Linked DNA regions of Mus musculus: region 1 is linked to region 2. A link is a contact called in public Hi-C data. All regions are on one chromosome and are shown on one strand. The core of a region is the stretch at or near the end of the contact, and the rest is flanking DNA. Distances in the headings are between cores, read along the strand shown.

Region 1 (3,584 bases), core at 85-2,584, 90 kb after region 2:
CTTCAGCCTGAAGCTTGGCCCAAGCCCAGACTGATAAAGCCTTAGCTTAGCTCTAGATTTCTACAGAATTAGTGTGCAGAATGTAAAGACATGAAGACCAGCTCCATCTGCTGTGCATGTCTCTTGAGGCCATTGGGGGCTTAACTTGCTTTGGGGGAGAAGACAGTAGAGTGGAGTGGGGTGAACCCGGGGGTATCTTTGCCTCTGGCCTGTTTCAACCTATCCATCAAAATGCTGACCTATATTCCAGTGACACATATTAGATCCAAGCAGGACAAACTACCCAGGGTGTCCTCCCCCCTCCCACTTAGGCAAGGGGGCAGCCACATCTGTTCTTTCTCCTCAGGCTCCAGATGTGAGCTGTGAGGGGCAGAAGGAAGGTTGTTAAGAGGCAAGTCCGGTGCAGCAGGAACAGCACTGCATTCTCAGGAAAGCAGCAGTAAGCAGTGGGGTGAAAGAAAGAAAGATAGGTTTTCGGATCCCCAGATCTCCCCCCCCCCCCAAGCCATTGTTTTTAAAATGCTTTCCTGTATTTCTGTAGAGTGGGCAGATGGCAAGATCCTGGAAGTGTAAAACAGCTACAAGAAACAAGATGATTCAGACAGAAGGAGTATGAATAAATCCTGGCTGGTCATCTCATTATTAATCAAGATACCACCACCCACCCTCTACCGCCTTGTAAGTGTGTGCGGGTACAAACACACACACACACACACACACACACACACACACTCACTTGCTTGCATCTGTGCATACATGCATCTCCCTCTATTGCTGACTGCCTTATACCCCTGAAGTAGACTCTCTCACTGAACCAGTGCCGATTTTGTTTTTTGCCTAGGCCGTGGGCTAAAAAGCCACTGTAATTCTCTCTCTTGTCTCTGTCTTCCCTGCCTCAGTGCTGGAATTACAGGCCCACTTGGGTACATTCAGTTTTTTATGTGTGTGCTGGAGATCTGAACTCAGATCCTCACATTCAGGAAATAAGTGTTCCTACCCACCAAGCCTTCTCCTGAGCCTATCTTTAAGTTTTCATGCCTTGTTTCATTTTTAGAAGGGTGCAGTGTACAGTCAGAGCTCTGTTTGAGGCTTTGGATAGGAAAAAAAAAGGCACCATTTTTACATTTTACTTATTTTGTGAATTGGCTCATTTGGAAGATGTGGGGATGAGACCACTCATTGTCAGTAGAGGAAGAAAGAGAAAATGGAACTCCTATGGAGGACGCCAGAGCCGAGAGTCAGGGCCACAACCAAAAGCCAGGGATGGTGCCCTCTAAAGCACAGGAACTGTGCCTAAGAGAGATATTTTCAAGTGGGCCTGTGGTTTACCACAGTGTCCTCGTGATCAGTATAGTGGTCAGATGTCAGGCGTAACTGAAAGTAAGTTCGTTTTCCCACAGTGGGGAGAGAGAGAGGGAGAGAGAGAGGGAGAGAGAGAGGGAGGGAGAGAGGAAGGGAGAGAGAGAGAGAGAGAGAGAGAGAGAGAGAGAGAGAGAGAGAGAGAGAAGCAAAAAAGAAGAAAACATTTGCTCATATGAAACGAATACTTTTCCATTTTAGAGCTGGGCTGGCGCAGGCTTGAAAAAAACGTACCATCACCCGTGTGATGTTTCTGAAGAAAGCCGGAGAAGCAGCAACAGTTGGTGCCTTTGATTAGCAGAACATTTCAATCCCCACCCCATCTTTTCTCCAAATAGTCGTTCACAATGCGAGTGCTCAGCCCCACTGTTTGCTCGGTTCAATAGATCTGGGGGCAAGGGTTATGCCTTCCTGTTACCATGGGGCTGGCAGAGAGAACTGGAGGCCAGTGATCTTAGTCTGAGCTTCAGGATCATGGCTAGCTCCCTACAACTGTCCCCAGATGTTCCCAATTCAACCTGCAGTGCAGATTACGTAATCATCTCTTCACGACGCATGAGCATAGGGGGAACTCTGGGCTCCAAAGAGTTAAATTGTCATCTGCAATGGAATAAATGGTTTAACCACAAATTCATCCTGTGCTCGCCTACTTATGTGTTACCCTGGGTGCATGCATTTCCCCCTTTCAGATATTATTATCTTTTATGATATCATATCTTAAAATGGCTCCTCTGTCATTTAGGAGCAAGGTCTCCTAGGTTCACCACCAGAAATGGAGCTGAGTGCTTTCTGTATTCACATATGTCACATAAGCCCTGGGAATACAGGGTGACAGTGTACCACTCACTGCCTGGAAGACAGGAAGCTGCATATTCTAGGCAGCCCTGCATCCCACCTTGGATGCCTTTTCTTTCTGTCCTGATCCTTAGCAAAACCAAGCATCCGAACCTGATCTTTCCATCTCCCTGAGCTGGGACTACCTTGAGCATCCAGTGTGAAATTTCCTGCTGACATTGTTTTGGCTGGATTGCTAGCTACATGTGGGAGAATTTAGCTCAAACAGCACAAAGCTAATAGCATGCCTCTGTGCAGTCAAAGGGAGATCAGTAGAAAAAAGGTGACGTCATGGATATTTCAGGGACTTCAGGTCTGCTGTGCAAAGCGGCTTCTTCACTACACATAAGTCAGAACCTGGAATTGAGACAAAAAACAACTCTCCCTTCTCATAAATAGCTGCTCCGGGACTCAAAAATATTCTAAATGCAATGGTTCAGATATGGTCCCTTTTCCTTGGAGATCCATCTGATTTCCCAAGTCCAATCACAAACTTCTTAATAGCATGTCATGAACCTCTCAGCTCATTATTTTTCTTCAAAGCTCTCCAGCTCGCCAGTGTGCAGCCTGTGAAGTGTCACCCAGTGAAGTGCTGCACCATAAATAAGCATGCGCAAGACATGCTAAAATCCACCCTTCACCGCTCCTGGCTTTTCCTCCAGGAGTGCTACCACTCCGACAGCGGTGTGGGATTTGTTGCATTACCTCTGAATCTAGTTTCTGTTCTTTGAACTTCGAATGTGTCCAGTGTGTAATATGGAGAGTGTAATGGATTTGTCTTGTTTATACAAATCACATTTTTGTCTTCATGCTCCTTCGCCTTTCTTCCCACTGTCTCTCCCTCCGAGAGAGCGTTGTGGAGATAAAGAGGATAGGTATATAGAAGTAGCAAGCACAGCTTTACCCATTCAGGACTACAGGAAATCAATGCATTAGATTATTTACCATGTCTCTAATACCAGTGTTTCCTCTGATGTCTTTAAGTTGTGAGCAGACAACCATTTTACATGTGTAACCAGCCATGAAGTCTAGCCCTGTGGTACAGGCCACTGTTGTGATCAATAAACGTCACACAATGTGTTTGGACTAATTTTTTCACTGTATGGTAATTAGGCACAAATGGTAAGCAGTTGACTCATGTTGCTGTCCTTTTTGTTTCATTACAAACTATGGTAACTCGAGGACAGTTTGGGAGCCACCGAGATGGTTCAGAGGGTAAAAGGGCTTGTCTCCGAGTCTGACAGACTGAATTCCTGGAAATTACATGGTGGGAGGAGGGAGTTGATTCCTCCAAGGTGTTTTGTGACTTCCACATGAAAGCTCTTGGACACACACACACATATGAGGGTGGGTGGTGGAAATATTAGGGCTGCAGAGATCAATCAGCCATT
Region 2 (3,711 bases), core at 281-2,780:
CCTCCTGGGACACTTTTGGTTTTCAACATGCTTCTTTCACACCTTGACACAGACATGGCCACCTCCACCACCTTATCAGTTCTGCACACACCTGGCTCATTTTAAACCTTAGCAATGAACACAGCATACATTGTCTTGCAGCTACTGCTGAAACATCTCAGCAATTCCTGAGTCCCCAGCAGTCAATGTCACATGCCAACATGATGTCCTGGCTATGAAGAACTGTCTAATATTTTATTTACATTATATATGTATGTATATCTCTACACAGGCTATTCTTTTGAGTTATAATTTCTTAAGATAAGTGTCTATGTCTAAAGGACACGCACATTCTTGGGGGTTTTGACACACATGGTCACATTGGAATGATACTCACAAGTAGACTGGGCTGCCATTAATACAGCATATAGAATTGAGGTCCTGTTTGTTTTTGAGCTGCAGCGTTCTGGTGCACAGGAGTCACCATGGGCTTGGAGACTAGGAATTCAGCTCCTCTTTTCCTCTTCTTAGGAGTCATGTACTCTTAGGGAAGTTAACACTCTTGCTTCATCTTGCTCATCTGTGAAACCATAGTGCAGGCTTTCCCTGCCCACCTCACAGAATGGTGGCAGAGGATCAACCGTGATAAGAGAGCACTTTGAATGTGCCAAGAACTTGGTCAGCATCCTAGGGCACTGTGCATTAGTGGCTCATGCTCCCTTATGAGTTCTTCATTCCCCATCAACACATTCAGCCAGGGATAAGCACAGATGCACAATGCCCCACATTGTGTCTCAGGCAGACTCTGAGATGGGCTAGGGCAAGACTTGTGGATAACAGAACTGGAGCAGGGCTAGGGGCTGCTAGCATGCCATCCTGGTGGAGTAATTAAATACTAATGCATGTCTGGCATTGACAGGCACTCTTACCATTTGTGGATCTTCTCCCTGCTGTCTCATGAAAAGAAGGTGCATTTGGGTAGAGACTGACTGAAGACTATTTCCATTCTGTCAGGGAGCAAACTTTCTCAAAGAGCAGTCAGGAGGTGGGCCAAGGAAAGCTAAGAACATGATAGACAACGTGGATTGCTTTTGATGTTGAGTTTTTGGTGCCCACATTTGTCTCACTTAAGCTCACTGTGAGAGAGGGAAGGGGGAAGTAATGGAAGGAGAGAAGAAGGGAGGGAGGGAAAGAAAGAGAAAGAATAGAATGGAAAGCGCTGTAGGCACTACAGAGAGCCCATTATCTCAAAAATAATTATTCCCTTTTAGAAAGTCCCTGCAGCGAGGCTGGGGACAGAGAACAGATGTGGCTCTTAGTCAAGAATACTTAGAACCCAAACCAGAAATTCAGCTACGGGAATAGCTGTCAGCCAGGACGAAAGGCCATGTTGACATGGTTGGTACTGAGCAATAGTGTCTAGCCCCTCGAAATGCAAATGCTGTTGTTTGCAGTACAAAAGCTCCGGTTTTCCCTTCAACAGAGCGTGTACTATTAAAATAGCATGTCCCGTGTGGAATTGCCACACATTCTTTCCATTTTTCCCCCTAGTGTGAGTCAGAGTGCTGATTCTCGACAAGGCCAAAAAGAAAGCCATCTAATTTACATGGGCACAGAGGACCCACATCTGGATGAAGTTAGCCCGAATGGGAATTACTTGCAACATTTAAATATAGGCGTGCAGAACTTCCTTGTTTTGACCATATGAGGCGTTCACATACAATTCCATGAAAGCAAAACCTGAAAGTCTACTTCTTATTAAAAGGAGCCCATGCTCATTCTGTCATTACAGAACTGACCCAAACCTACAGACTGGCTGTGAACGGTAAGAGGCCATCGGACTTTCATCAGCCCCCGCAACGGCTGGAGTGAGATAGCAACCGTCAAAGGAACATTACATTCCCCCATGTTTGTGCCAAGATGCTAGTGGGATCTGAGATCTGTCCCATCTGGAAATCCCAAGGATGGTAGTGAGCTGCAGATGCTGGGCAACCCGGATGGAGACCGTTGAGACTGTCAAGTACACACCAGATAGATCCTGTAGGCTTTAATGAATAGCATTAGCAGACATGTCCAGTTTAAGTCAATGCAGGGAGAGAAAATATGGACAGTGGAGAACAGCCATTGGGAAGGATAATATGAACAGTTGATGAATAGGGACGAGGAGACATTCTTACTATAGACTTTAGTGTGGAAAGTGGTAGACAAATAAGAAAGATTATCTTGTTAGAGGCTAAAGAATCTGAAAAAATTACTTTGTGACAGCATTTAACTCCTGTGAATTCTCTACCTTTGCCATGCTCAGTTTCTGCCAAGCGACATTTACTAGGATTTTAGGCATTTGGCCTCAACTTCGGTATCCTTCTCTGGGCTTCTGGACCGTGTTCTGAAGAAACACGATAATACCATCTTTGCCATTGGCTCCATCCGAATTCCTTTCAGGGTGGGTATCTGTCTTTAGTTAGGAAAGGTACTTGCTAAGCTGCTAATCATGGGACTGAGCCTCCTCAAGCATGGGCTAACAGGCAGATGAGGGCAAACCCACCTCACATTGAATTTAGGTTAAAAAGGGAAGATGTGTGAGGGAGAAGAAAACAAGCGTGGAAGGAAAGCTTATGATGGATCTGGCAAAGGCCTCAGCACGTGAGAGGTTGGATAGGAAAAGGCTCCCAATACCACATGCCCACTCTTCAGCCTGAAGCTTCTTTGGAATCTTGCCTCTCCACGGCCACGGCTCCGGTTAAAGTCCTTCTAGAGAGATGTGAATGTCCTTGAGTTTGCTGGCTCCTAGGAGCTGATGGAGTTTCACGTTGGAGTTGAGGAATTAGTGACTTGGGAGATCATGCATTAGCTAAAGGAAGAGGAATTTTTACAGAAGAGCAATTGCCAATCATTAATTTTTTTCTCTACCCATGAAAGAAGTGTTCAGTTCAACTCTTTATGGGAAGGTTGCTGTTCAGGTACATGTGAACATGTAAGTTTAGATAACTCAAGAAATTGTAAAACACGACACCTATTATTTTCAGCTTACACCTTAAAGGAAAAGAACATGCATTTTCCTGCCAGTCTGCCCATTTTCCCTGGGAATAAATAATGCAAGAAATGATGTAGTTACCTTGGACTTAAACATGATCGTCTATGGTGAGGAAGCTAGACCCTCCTTAGCAGGCCTGGATTGCCAACATTGCGACTGCTAAAAGAGAGAAAAACAAAATCTAAGACACTACAAGTTTCAAAACCACATTTTTTTTTTTTTGGTAACCTCAAGAAGACAAACATACATAAGCAATTACTGAGACAGCACAGAAATGTCACTGCCCACGAGACACACCCTCGTCTCTCGGTTGTTTAAGAATGAGAAATTTGTGTCTTAAAAACTCAAGAAAATCAAGATAAATTGTCTTTTCCCTTTTTATTGAAAATAGATTTTTTTTCATGTAAGATATTCTGATTACAGGTTTCCCTGCTCCAAGTCCTCCTTGTTCCCTACCCCACTCCCATTTGGACCCCCCATTCTTTCTTTTTCTCTACAGAAAACAAATAAGCATCTAAGGAATAATAACAGAATAAAATAAACTAAAATAGAGAAGTTGTCTTTTTAGAGAGATTATTTATTGATTTTTGTGTGTTTGTGTATGTGCCTGTCTGAGTGTATGAGAATGTGTGTGTGCAGATACCTACGTACAGAGTCCAGAAAAGGGACACGAAGTATCCTCTTTCATTATTAACTAC

The links. Hi-C and Micro-C count contacts between places; a contact is called where the count stands out from the background.
Region 1: a Hi-C map of muscle stem cells shows a contact between it and region 2, with 1.8 times the contacts expected there. A contact is called at or near these places in 4 of 484 Hi-C or Micro-C datasets (the G1E-ER4 cell line, the HPC-7 cell line, muscle stem cells and 1 more) and 4 of 130 datasets of targeted methods (CD8 T cells, embryonic fibroblasts, embryonic stem cells and 1 more).

The regions. Positions count from the first base shown.
Region 1 is chr19:33,100,192-33,103,775 of GRCm38.p6, forward strand. Gm29863 (a long non-coding RNA gene) reads left to right here. Exons shown (of 5, transcript XR_386659.2): 4 at 542-678; 5 at 1,561-1,970. Among named protein-coding and RNA genes, the nearest start is that of Gm29863, 16 kb to the left of the region's middle.
Region 2 is chr19:33,009,666-33,013,376 of GRCm38.p6, forward strand. No RefSeq gene overlaps it. Among named protein-coding and RNA genes, the nearest start is that of Gm36860, 31 kb to the left of the region's middle.